Regions from separate parts of the Sus scrofa genome. Here region 2 is linked to region 1. The links are chromatin contacts, called in public promoter capture Hi-C maps. All regions are on one chromosome and are shown on one strand. Each heading gives the region's core, a stretch centred on a gene start, on an enhancer-like site or on the middle of the called end of the contact. The rest is flanking DNA. Distances are from core to core; before and after follow the strand shown. Region 1 holds the start of ITGA9 (integrin alpha-9). Region 2 overlaps ITGA9 (integrin alpha-9).

The links. Promoter capture Hi-C pulls out the DNA fragments that hold promoters and counts their contacts.
Region 2: a promoter capture Hi-C map of liver shows a contact between it and region 1, with 5 times the contacts expected there. The contact joins the enhancer-like site here to the promoter of ITGA9 in region 1. A contact is called at or near these places in 3 of 5 promoter capture datasets (fetal liver, liver and skeletal muscle), 9 of 47 Hi-C or Micro-C datasets (embryonic fibroblasts, epiblast stem cells, fetal skeletal muscle and 6 more) and 1 of 2 datasets of contacts at active chromatin or transcription factors (skeletal muscle).

What each region holds. Positions count from the first base shown.
Region 1 is chr13:22,295,235-22,301,647 of Sscrofa11.1, reverse strand. It overlaps ITGA9 (integrin alpha-9), which reads right to left and starts at 3,151. Exons shown (of 28, transcript XM_021071658.1): 1 at 2,505-3,151. The coding sequence starts at 2,689.
Region 2 is chr13:22,603,133-22,609,791 of Sscrofa11.1, reverse strand. The region is part of intron 23 of ITGA9 (integrin alpha-9); the gene reads right to left. Among named protein-coding and RNA genes, the nearest start is that of CTDSPL, 100 kb to the left of the region's middle. Within about 2 kb of position 2,516, at least 7 of the 83 cell types and tissues checked have an H3K27ac peak or open chromatin away from gene starts, as enhancers often do. A contact at or near this core is called in fetal liver and liver, where this site is marked.

The DNA of each region.
Region 1 (6,413 bases), core at 1,902-4,401:
TGCTGTCAGTCTCTTGCTTCAAAGGCCCCAGTGTACCAAGACTGGGCAGCATAACCAGCAGAGAATAATGTTCAAGGTCCAAGACCAAGAAGCTGAGGGGGGAGAGGGGGAAGGGAGAGGAGAGAAAAAGAATAGCGAAGATGCTCGGAAGAAATAGCAAGAGGACAGAAGTCAAGGGGATAAGCAGAAACTAAGACGGGCGGGGGGGAGAGAAAAGCTGCTTTAGAACAATTTCAGGAGTTTTCAGTAAACTGGCAGAGCAGGTTAAGTATCTGGCATTGTCACTGCTGTGGCGCAGGTTCAATCCCTGGCCCTGAAACTTCCACATGCAAAAGCATGGCCAAAAAAAGAAAGTTTATATTTAAAAAAAGAAAAAGAAAAAAATATTTATGACTGTACCACTTTGCTGTAGAGCAGAAATCGGCACAACACTGTAAATTAATTACACTTTAATTTTAAAAAATAATAAAACAATTTCAGTAGAGATTAGTTGGTACTTGAAAAACTACAGAAACAAGCACTCAATAAAAAAAAAAAGCAGCCCACTCAGTAGCAGAAGCGGAGGGAGTGCTTTTGAGACCAGCAGTCTGGCGGTGATGGGCTCCCATGGAACCGTGAAATATCTGCCCCACATCTTCACTGACACCAAAGCTACACCCTCGCACAACTGTCCATTCTCACTCCCTCTCTGCCTTGTATTCTGGGTCTTTTCCTGCACTGGTCAAAATAATTTACACCACAGAGCCTACCATTCCCTTTTTAAAATAAAACAGGCTGAACTCTTTTTTCAGGCCAGATCTGCTCTGGACTCCCCCAGCTTCTTCAGAGCTGGGGCAGCTTTCACCTGTAGCCCATCCAAATCCAGGTAATAGGGTCCTGATGCCTCTCTTCCCTGTAGGAGCGTAAAGAGCCCAAAGACCCAGGAGGCCATGCAGCTGCAGATCCCACACCATGCTCCAGCACCTCTGCCTGCCCTCCCCAACTGCCCCCTGCCCAGAGTGGCCCTTCTATTCTGGACAGCCTTCCTCCACTTGTGTTTTGTGCCAAGGTCACACAGTCCCAGAGCCCAGCCTAGGATTCTGAGATGTGGTCTCTAACTTCTCCTGCCCAGGCTTCATTCACTACCAAATCCAAAGTCCACAGTGGACTCTGAGTCTGGGAGATATAGAAAAGGTGAAGGCCTGCTTTGCTTTAAAAGGGGGATCTGGCAAGTGCAGGAAAAGACAGTTGGCCTTGAACACAGCAACTGGGATAAATGATAGGGAGGGAGATGGGAAACCAGAAAAGAGCTACACAACAACTTTAAAAACTGGTTCTCTTGAAGGCAACTCTCCTAAACAGCATGATTGTAAAGGGCTGGCTGGTCACCGAGTCCTTGCTTTTCCAGGAATGCTCCAGGGCTCAAAACTACAATCCCTCCCTTTTCCATCAGCCTCTGTCCAGTTCTAAGCAGAACTACATCATGAGCACACACGACTGACCTCCCCCTCCAAGCCTACAACCCCTAGGGATGCACACAGTGGTGACCACACAATAAAACCAGCCCAGGACTAGTTTTCACCTGGACCCGCACTGGGGAACTCTCCACACCCTAATGCTTTGAGGAGGGGGGTGAGCCTCATATGGCTGTTTCATTCACTCTTGTCCAGGAGAAAAGTCCAAGGAGTGATCAACCTCCCCTGGGGCATCTCCTCTGGGCCTGGACACTCAAGCTCTGTTTCCCTTAGCAGACGGTGCTTAATGGGAAGAGCGCCCACCCCTTGGGATTCTGAGGGGGTCACTCAGGAGGCAACTGGACTCGGTGACCGCTACTGAGCGCTTATCTCCTGGTCAGCAGCCCCATGTGAGATGAGGACCAGGCTGCCCCAGAAATCACCCACTGGCCCCATGAGCCTAGTTACTGGGAGGTCGTGGACCATCCCACCCCCACCCCCCGCCTCCCAGACCCTCTCAGCTTCCACAGAGGGTCTGGTAAGAGAATAGGCGACAACACACTAGGCCTCCTCCGTGCACACCCAGCCCACTCCCCTAGCATTTCGCATGTCGGGGATACTCTATCTACTTCCTGCGCAGCCGGCAGGAGGGGCTCAAAGCCGGGAAGGGGTGGATGGGGTGTCACCAAGGGTTCCCCAAACCGAGGAGTCCTGTCTCCCCGGCCCGGGGAGTCAGGATGCTGGAGGAACCAAGTTACTCTACGACCCAGAGAGTTAAGATAAGTCTAGTTGGGAAGGCGAGGGGGCAACCCCGGCGGCTCTCAAACCCGGGCAGGAGCCCGATCGATCCCCTCCGACTCGACTCGGGCGCCCGCTCCGGCGTCCGCTGGACCGGGACCGGCGTCCTCCCTTCTCCCCGCCTTCCCTTGGCAGCCCGGCTGCGCGCAACAGAGACATTTAAATCACCCCCTCGGGACGGCGGCGTGGAGAGGCCGGAAAGGCGGTGGCGGCAGCCGAGGGTCTGAGGCCTGCCCGGGGTCGGGGTCCGGGCTGGGGCCGGAGGGCACTCACCAGCGCGTGTTGTCGTGGAAGTGTTCCAGCACCGCGTAGCCGAAGAAGGACCCGGCGGGACCCTGGAAGCGCACCGGGCGCTGCGGGTCGAGATTGTATGCGCCCGCGGGAGTCCCCGCGGCCACCAGCGCCAGGAACAGCGCGCAGAGCCGCCCGGCGCCCCTCCGCGCCGCCGGGCCGCCCATCCCCAGCCGGCCGCCGCCCTCCCCTGTGCCCCGCGAGCAGGGCGCCGAGCGTGCCGGCAGCGGGGCCTCAGGGTCCGCCGACGGCGGAGAAGCTCCCGGGGGCCGGAGCTCCGCGGGGGAACGCGGGCGCGACGCGGCGCCGGGCCGAGGGCCGTGAGCTGAGCGGGCGCTGCAAGCGAGCACAGGGGCGGCCCGGAGCGGGCGGCGTCCTCTGTCCGGCGGAGAAGTGTGAGCGCTCGGAGCGAGCCGGTCCCGGCCCGGGCGGCGCTGGACTGCAGAGAGGCGCGCCCGCGGGGTGGGCGGCCTGGGCGGCCGGCGGCGGGACGGCGCTGCAGCGCCCCCTGCGGGCCACGAGCCTCCCGCCGCCGCCCGCAGCGGAAGAGAAGTCCAGTCGCCCCACCTTCCTGGTCCCTAGACAATTCTAAACCTCCCTGCAGTCCTGCCAGGTGTCACACTCAAACCGAGAACCGGTGAAGGCGGGTGAAGTTTATACTCCAGCCCCGCCCATCCGCTGTCTCTTCACCCAGCTCTGAGATAACCCTTAGCCCGCAAGCGCTCCAGAAACGCCAGCTGATGCCAATAACGATGATAGCCACGTGGGAGCGAGCAGAGGACATCTTCACGGGATCATCACCTGGCTTCCTCGCAGCTGGTGCGTACATGTGATCCCTGCACCACCAGCAGCACCTGAGAACTTGGAAATGCCAGTCAGCAGGTCCTATTGAATCAAAACCTCCGCTTGGGTGGATGGGTCGGGGTGTGTGTAAAATTTACCATCTTAGCCATCTTTAAGTGGACAGTGTGGTGGCATTAAGTACATTTACATTGTTGTGCAGACATGACACCAATCTCTAGGAATTACCTTGCAAAACTGTAACTATATTCATGAAACATTAACTCCTCATTTATTCCCTCCCCCTAGCCCTTGGCAACAAATTGTATGAATTCAACTACTCAGAGTACCCCCACACGGGTGGAATCATACAATATTTGTCTTTTTGTGCTTGGCAATCCACTTAGCATAATGCCCTCAAGGTCCATCCTTGTTGTAGCATGCATCAGAATCTTTTCTTTTTTCCTTTCTTTCTTTCTATGTTTAATCTTTTTTAGGGCCACACCTGTGGCATATGGAGGTTCCCAGGCTAGGGGTTAAATTCGAGCTGTATCTACTGGCCTAAGCCACAGCTCAGGGCAATGTCCAGATCCTTAACCGAGTGTGCAAGGCAAGGGATCAAACCTGCGTCCTAACGAATACTAATCAGATTTGTTTCTGTTGAGCCTCAATGCGAACTCCCAGAATTTCTTTTCCTTTTAAAGACCACATAATATTCCATTGATGTACACACTATATTTTCTTTATTGATCCGTGGATTGACACTTGGTTTGTTTCCACTTTGGGGCTATTGTAAATAATACTTCTATGAATATAGGTGTATAGTTACCTGTTCCAGATAAATACCTTCAAGTTCTTCAGGGTGTACGCCCAGAAGTGGAATACCTGGATCATATGGTAGTTGTTTAACTTTTTGAGACTGCCATACTGCTTTCCACAGTCACTGCACCATTTTACATCCCCACAAAGAGCGCAGAGTTTCCATTTCTCTATATTTTCATAACACTTGTTATTTTCTGGTTTTTTTGGGGGGGCGGTTTGTTTTCTAAATAGCAAGTCAAAAAAAAAAAAAGCAGTAAAATTAAATTGGGAAAAGTTGGTTTTAGTCCAATTTCCCCAAGCTTTTTTCTCTGTCCCAGCTGCCCAGCCTCACTAGTGGAACCCCATGGCTGCCCAGTCACCTAAGAGAGCTCAGCACAAAGTGTTACACCTATTTCTTGTCATACCCAATCTAACCAGTCCTGTTTTTTCTACCTCCTCAAGCTTCCAAATCCATTCATTCATTCTCATCTGTACTGCGTAGTGTTCAATTCAAGCCCATGTCTTTCCTTGACCATTTAACCATAATCATTACCTTTTTAATATGTGCAGAATTTGCAGTGATGTCAGCTTTTTCATGCCTGTAATTTGTGGTTTTGGTCTTTATTTCTTGGTCTGTCTTTGTAGGAGTTGTTAATTTTATTAATTTTTCAAAAAACCCACTTTTGACTTTCGTGTTATTTTTCTGTATTGCATTTACTTTTTAATCTTAACAATTTATTGATTTTTTGATCTTTATTATTCTTTCTACTTTGTTTGGATTTAAATTGCAATGCTTTTCTCTAGCTCCTTGAGATAGATGCTTCGATTTTTAGCCTTACTATTTTTCTAATCCTTTTCTGATATATACGTTTTAAAATATGTAATACGTATGTGTGTGTAAACACACTAAATTTCCCTCTAAGTCCTGTTTGAGCTATAGCCCACAAGTTCTAATGTGTCCAAAATATTTTCTAATTGCAATTTTAAGTTCCCCTTTGACCCGTGGGGTATTTCGAAGGGTGGTGCTTCATTTCCAAGTTGTGGGGGATTTTCTAATAATCTTTTTGTTCCTGATTTAATTCCACTATGGTCATAGAACATATTCTGTACTTTTTAAATCCTTTGAAATGTGTCAAAATGTGTTTCAGGACGCACCATATGGTCAACGTTGGTGAATTTTTTACACGCACTTGTAAAGAATGCAAAACCGCTGTTGGAAGTATTGTTCTGTATGTGTCAATTGCGTCAAGTTTGTTAATCATGTGGTTCAAAGCTCATTTATTCCTATGGATATTTTGTTGGCATATTCTATGACTTATTCAAGGAGGTGTATTAAAATCTCCACTATGATGGTAGGTTTGTTTCTCATTGTAGTTCTGTCAGTTTTTAATCATATAATTTAGGGCTTTGTTTTTTGATATAAACATAAGATTCATACTATGATGGCTCTTTTATTATTATGAAGTTTGCCCACATTATGGTGGTTTTTCTACTCTTGTCTACCTCTTCCACCTATAACAGAGATTTGGATAATGGCTAAAGCCTCCTGTTGGCTCCCATCTCCTACCGGTTGGGGCCAAACCTCCTTAGTATGACTCAAAGGGGCGGGGTGGCTGTGTCTCCATGACCAGTAGCATCGTGTGCACCTTTCCTGTTTCACTGCCCCCAAACCCTGCAATGCATCCACATGCAGCATCTAGCTGTTCCCTAAACATGTCCAGGAGAGATTTTCCCCCATCTGTGCCTTCTCAATATTGTTCTTTCTTCCCAGAATGCCCCACCCCTTTTATCTAGCTAGCAAAACCCAGTCCATCCTAGTCTTCCAGCCCAGTTCCCACCTCACCCTTTCCGTGCCATTTCCTCTGCACCTTTCCCTTCTGAGTTCCCACACCAGTGTTTACACATCTCTCTCAACACTGACAGTGGGAAGTTTTATTTTTCTGACTCTCTGTTCCTTCCCATAGACTGTTAAGACTAGGGAGAAAAGAGTACCTTAGTTATCTTGGTATCCCTCAGGCCCGGGGTAGGCAGATGCCTAAACACTGTTGCATGAATGAACTGCTTGCAGAAAAGCAGGTCTAATAAGAGGTTGAGGCACTTTGGTGGAGATCTAAAGCAGTTTTTTTTGTTTGTTTGTTTTTTGTCTTTTTGCTATTTCTTGGGCCGCTCCCGCGGCATATGGAGATTCCCAGGCTAGGGGTCCAGTCGGAGCTGTAGCCATTGGCCTACGCCAGAGCCACAGCAACGCTGGATCCGAGCCGTGTCTGCAACCTACACCACAGCTCACGGCAACGCCAGATCCTTAACCCA
Region 2 (6,659 bases), core at 1,267-3,766, 310 kb before region 1:
TTTGAAAGGCTGAGAGGCCAATTTTTGTGTGCGTGCATCCTCTAAAGGTAGGAGTTCTGAAAGCATTCTTTGGCAGACCTTTTGCAAGAGCTATGGATTGTCTGGCCATATGCAAAGGGTCCCCCTGCTTATCAGTTTGGCAAGTTTTGATTTTCTGATGTTTACCTTTGTGCGTAGCAAGAGACTCCGATGTGTTCATACAAAGAGACAAAAAGGAAAACCATTCTGATGGCCACCCCAAGACGAGGTGAGTGAATATGAAGTTCTAGTTTGGGACAGGCCCTCCTGGCCTCCATCCTCAGGTGAAGAGCTGTGTTCTCCTTTCAAACTGACATGGGCAAATAAGAGCACAGAAGAGCCAATAAACAACAGCCTCCTGCAGCGTTGGGATGAAGCAGGAGGAACAAGAAATGTAAGAATGACCTAATGTCTTTTTAGAAAAGGAGAGGCTTTTCCTAAGAAGACTGAAAAGATCCTAACTTCAACTCTAGCTGTCTTCTCGCTTCCTAGTTGAAAATTATCTTCTAAGTAAAAGACTTGCTCACTTTGTTGGACAGCAGAAATTATAACAGCATCATAAATCAACTATACTTCAAAAAAATCTTTAAAAAATGGAAAAAAAAAAAAAAAGCAAAAAGAAAAAAGACTTGCCTCCCCAAGCACCTTTCCCTCCCCTTAAGGCCATTACCACCGTGGGAAGCTGTATTTGATCTAAAAGTTCAGGGTGTTACTGAGACCAGAACTGAAACAGAAAATAAAGGGGACAAAGCCTCAAGTCAACATTCCAGAGGAAAGAAAGAGCAGGATCTGTTGGACGATTCTGACCTCTGTATGCATCGCCATTATTTCATAAAAGATTGTCACTTCTTAGGATAAAAGGCAGTGCTTTTTTTCCCCACCAGCGCTCGAGTTTGGCTGAAACAACGGCGTTCCTCCCCATCCCCCACACCCTTTTCCTCTGGGTGTGACAGGCCAACATGCTGAAAAGTCAAGAGTTCAGGCCACCACCAGGCTGCCCTGGAAAACAATTCATTTACATTCAATCAGAGAAAGACAAGCGCCCCCCCCACCCCCACCCCATGCAGCCCGGGCATGGCCTCTTACTGGAGTTAAAGTGATACAGATGGGATGTAGTTTCAGAGAGGCAGTGACACCAAAGAATTTCCAGATGTGGTTAGACTCTCTTTAGTGAAAAAGGGAGACAGAAGTATGTTATCTGAGCACTTGACGTGCATGCCAAAAATATTTTCCTTCCGCAGATAATGAAGCATTTTGGAAGCGGAAGGGTCTGATGATTTGGATAATAAATGAGCCAGTAGCCCCCATGTGGGACATAACACAGTCCCTGGAATTGTACTGGTTTATTTAAGCTCCGGTTCTAGCTCTTAACCCCACCTTATGGTATAGAACCAAGTTCATACCCATCTAGAGGATAAAGCAGCTGGCCTGTGGACTCACTGAGTTATCTTGCATTTATTAGAAGCATCACTTTACTATTACTCTTTTGCCAAAATAACATTTATTTTCTGGATGCTATGTTTCAGGTATGAGCATCTGTCTAAGCTTTTTTTTTTTTTTTTTTTTGTCTTTTTGTATTTTTAGGGCCACACCTACGGTATATGGAGGTTCCCAGGCTAGAGGTCCAATGGGAGCTGTAGCGGCCAGCCTATGTCACAGCCACAGCAACGCAGGATCTGAGCTGTGTCTGCGACCTACACCACAGCTCACGGCTGAAACGGATCCTTAACCCACTGAATGAGGCCAGGGATTGAACCCATGTCCTCATGGATGCTAGTCAGGTTCATTAACCTCTGAGCCAAAACGGAAACACCCTGTCTAACCTCTTACACTGCTTTTCTGGGGGTCCATACATCGGAGCAGTGAAAAGAGAAGCTAGATGGTATTCATTGAGTCTGAAGCTTCAAGACTTCATGGGAGGCCTGAAACATGTTCTTGGTCCTATATTTAGATTCTTCTGGAGAAGTAAGCGGCCTTGCCATCCTGACAATTGGGGACATAATTACTCCTCAGTGTCTAACAATGTTGAGAAGGTTCCTTTTGCTCTGAAGAGACTTGGTGTGTCTAACAGAAAGGAGTTTTCCTGTTTTCATGCTTCCAACCCACTCACAATTAGTCCCTGGTAGGTTCAAAGAGAACCATGTGCCTCTCAGCAATGACCGATGTGGTCTGTTTATCCTCATTGAGATTTCCTGTTGTCGACTTTGGTAACAACCCATCACCCTTGCAATGTCTCGGGCTATGTGGCTTTTAAGGAATGGAAAAAAAAAAAAAATGAAGGGAAGTAAATGGCATAATCACCAACTTTCAAGGCCAATTCGTGCCAGACAGAGAATGTGCACCTCGGTATCCACGAAGCCTTAATGCTCCCAGATGTCACACCAGCCACATGCATGAACCCATGACCCTGATACGGCAGTGCCCTCAGTCAGCCAGGAGACGCCCTGTTGCGGGATTCATTCGCTCCGTCCACATGGGCTGAAGGTCAGCCTCTGCACCACTCCCTGCACGCGCAGCCCAGGCGGCAGGCGTTCCCCACCTCCCAGAGGCTGCAGGAGAGCGTAAGCTGTGCCCAGGAACACACACGCTTCCTCCCTCCAACCCAAACTAACACTGACCCAAGAGCCCAGGAACGTAACTCTCATTCTAGAATTTCACCAGCCATCTCCCCTCTTTTAAGGTTTGACTTCTGTTGAGAAAAAAAAAATTAAATTCAACCTAATCCTGACCATTTCAGGAATCTGACTATTCAGCTCACATTTAGACAGGTGCAGAAAGAAGAAAAAAGAAAAAAAATGGTTTGAGGCCATCGCTGAAATCAACAGACTTGGTGTGTTGTGTGTGTGTGTGTGTGTGTGTGTGTGTGTGTATGTGAGAGAGAGAGAAGAGAATACGTTTTCATATCTGACCAAAATGTGTGGAGTTTAAATTTGCTCTTAGAAGCCCTCATTTCTCACAGTTTTACATTTTTACTTCTTCCTACATTGAGATTATAGCAGTCTTTGTTGTGGGTTTAGGAAGTTGTCAAAACATCCCTACTTGGGGATTGCAATTCAATCCTGGGGGCACAGGGGTGCTTGTTTGATGTGCGGCAGGGTGTGTAGGTGTCTAATGACACACACCCTATCCTAACACACAGAGACATATTTGTGATGGTGACACAGACTGGGACAAACCAATACTATCATTTATCTGAGCACATCCTACGATCCAGGCACCAAACACTGGGGATACACAGAAAACAAGGTGGCCATGATCTTGACTATCAAGAGGCTTTTAATCTTGGGGAAGAAGATGGCCAATCAGAAATACTAATTTCAGACAGTGGTGAGTGGTATGAAGAAAACAGCACACAGGGAAATGAAAGTTGATTGGGGGTTTGCAACTTTTCCAGAGGAGGTCAGGGAAGACCTTCCCAGAAAGGTGAACTTTGGGCTCAGACATGCATTGAGAGGGAGCCAGCCCCACAAAGATTTGAGGAAGTGTGTTCTCAGGACAGAGAGGTGCAAAGGCCCTAAGGCAGAGCTATCAGGGAAGACATCTGGGTAGGCTGATGGAAGAGAGGATGAGTGACCTGGGTCTTGAGGAATGAGGGGGCTTTCCACAGCCAGAGGGAAGGGAGAAGCATTAGCAAGGTCATGAGGCCCACGGAAGTGCATGGGGGGAGGGGTGTCAGCAGCCTCTGGTCCAGAGTGGCTGGAAGACAGGGTCGGGGTGAGGTTAGGGGCAGAGGACTTTGCAGAATATGGCCTGGAAAGGTGAGGGGGAAGTCATGCAGGGTCTTGGTCCTCATGGTTTTGGCCATTAAAATCTCCCTGTTATCTTTTTGCAGAGAACCTCAGGGTGCCTCTGAGGGCTACTCAGGGAAATCATTAGGCGTAAAAGCACATTTTCAAATGGTAAACCAGCTCTTCCCCACCAGCGTCATAACCATTTGTAACAAGGAGAGACTGGATAAAGGGGCATAGTATTTGCGGCTCGGTTTTGAATTTTTATTGATTTGAAGAATACAGAGAGAGCCAAGAGGATGAGTCAAGATGGGAAAAAGAGAACTAACGGAACTGTGACCTGTGGGGGGAAGAAAAGTGGGACAAACCCAAAGGCACAGTCCAGCTTCTCCACAGAGGAGCTCGGCAATGGTTTTCCACTTTAGCCCAGCAAAGGTCGGGAACTTAGAACACAATGAACTAAAGACAGTCATAAGAAATGGGGTTCAAGGGATATCAGAATGGCTTCACCAGGAGAACTTGCTGGAACATGGGTCTGTTGTACTGGGGAGCTGTCTCAACTGTATTCTGTCCAAAGGCAGAGGGTTGAATCATTAAACTCCCCCAACCCACCCAGGTAGCTGAAAAGCTACCTGCTCCTGCTGGAGAAGGTTTCTTTTTTTTCCCCCCATTTCCTCCCTTAGCCCCTTATCATATAACATAAACAGTGTTATTAACAGTTAACTTTACATGACACTATTTAAGTTACAGGAGGTCAGGGAAAAGAATGACTATCACCCAAGGACTTGGCATCCTGGCGCGGGTGTCTAAACTTAAATTCTTGGTAGCAGGAACTTTCCGACCAAGATGAAGTTGATTGGTTTAGGGTGAGCCCTCAAGTTCTACAGAAGAAACTGAGATGAAGGAGGGAAGAAAAAGAAGCATATTCGTTTACCAAGAGGGAAAGGAGTACATATTGGGAAAAAACAAAGGTGGGGGAAATTGTCCAATTTTGCTTCAAGTTACCTGCTGGGTTGCTTTCAAGTGGCAAGGCTGGTTATATAGAAGTTAAGTCTTGGCCTCCGGCAAGCCTGCTGCAGGGAGATTTCTTGTTGCAATTACCCTGCAAGCCTAACTAAGTCATAAAAGCCAGATGTTCCTCACTCAAAATGTGCCGTAACAACCAGCCAGCTTCAAAAATTGGTGTTACTGTCAACGCTGTGGCCAGGGAAAGAAGTGATTCACTTTGTGGCAGAGAGCTCCCCCACGGTGAGTGCCAAGGAGGACACACACACAGAGATTCCTGGTATCCCTGCCGATCAGGGCAGCATGGGGATGGGTTTTTACAGGAGAGAAACCAGGGAGGGCTAAAATCAAGGAAAAGGATTCTCAGGAAACACAGACGTGGCAAGGCCTTATGAGCAAAGATCATCTTACCAACTCCTGAGACAGCTTGAATCCCCCCCTCAGCAAGACCTGCCCTGACAGCTCTACAGAAAACCACAACCTTCTCCACTCTATCCCCTCGCCTCCTTTGCTTTTCTCTGAAGCCTTCCCCATCTTGGAATGTATGTTTCACTTCTTTATTACTTGCCTCCACTAGAAGGTAAGCTACTAGAGGGCTGGAAATTATTATTTTTTTGGTCTGTTTTTGTTCCCCACAGTAACCCAGTGCTTGGCATAGGGTGTGTGCAAAATATTTGCTGAATGAATGGAGGAATGGATTAAAAAATCCCCACAATATGGGAGTTCCCGTCACGGTGCAGCATAAATGAATCCGACGAGGAACCATGAAGTTGTGGGTTTGATCCCTGGCCTTGCTCAGTTGGTTAAGGATCCAGTGTTGCCGTGAACCGTGGTGTAGACTAGCAGCTATAGCTCCGATTTGACCCCCAGCCTGGGAACCTACATAATGCCTCGGGTGTGGCCCTAAAAAGCAAAACAACAACAACAACAACAACAACAACAAAAAACCCCACAATAGCCTTTTGTGGCAAAGATCATCATCACCACTTGATAGATGAGGAAAAGGATGCTCAGAGAGAGTTAAGTAACATGCTTTTAGACCAGAGCTTCTCAAATATTAATGTGCAAAGGGTCACTGGGGGATCTTGTTAAAACCTAGCTTCTAATTCTGCGAACCTGGGTGGTGCTTAGTTTCTGCCTTTCTACGTTTCTCACTTACAGATGATGCTACAGCTGCTGGACAGCTACAGGTCCAGACAAAATGATGTAAATGATGTTAGGAGGTCCTGCCATGGCTGTACAGCCCAGTGGTTAAGAGAGGACATCAATCTCACCATTTACCAACCTGTGACCTTGTCTGGATGTCCCTTTGTTTGTATCTCTGTTTCCTTACCAAATGATAATGACAATTAAAAGAAGAGTTTGTCCAGATAAAGTATTTGCTACAGTGCCTCATCTGTAAAAATTTATTATCGTTATTATGATTATTGTTATTACTAATTTTTTTAGCCTGAATCTAACAGCTCCTTCTCAGAATCCTAACAGAGTAGTATTTTTATTTTCTACTTCGCCACTAAGGAAAAGGCTACATTTAAGCTGAGAACAATGACCAACCACATCTAGCATCAAAACATTAGAAATTTCTACTGAATGTAGTATTTGAGCAGGATCTGAAAAGTAGAAATGTTAGTATTCATATTTTAAATTCTGATAGTTTCTATCAAATTGCCCTTCACATCAGTAGTATTTGAGAGTACCAATTTTCCCTCATCTTCATCAACAAAGTATATTAACAATTTTTTTAGATTTTTGCCAGTTTAATGGGGGGGGAAGCCTCATTTTCATTTGAGTTTGCAGTGCTCTGATGCAAATATTGGTGAGGCTAATGTTTGTCATCAAAAGTTCTTTTGTGAATTTCCTTTTCCTATCCCTTTACCCATTTTGACTTTTTCCTTATTGATTTGTGGA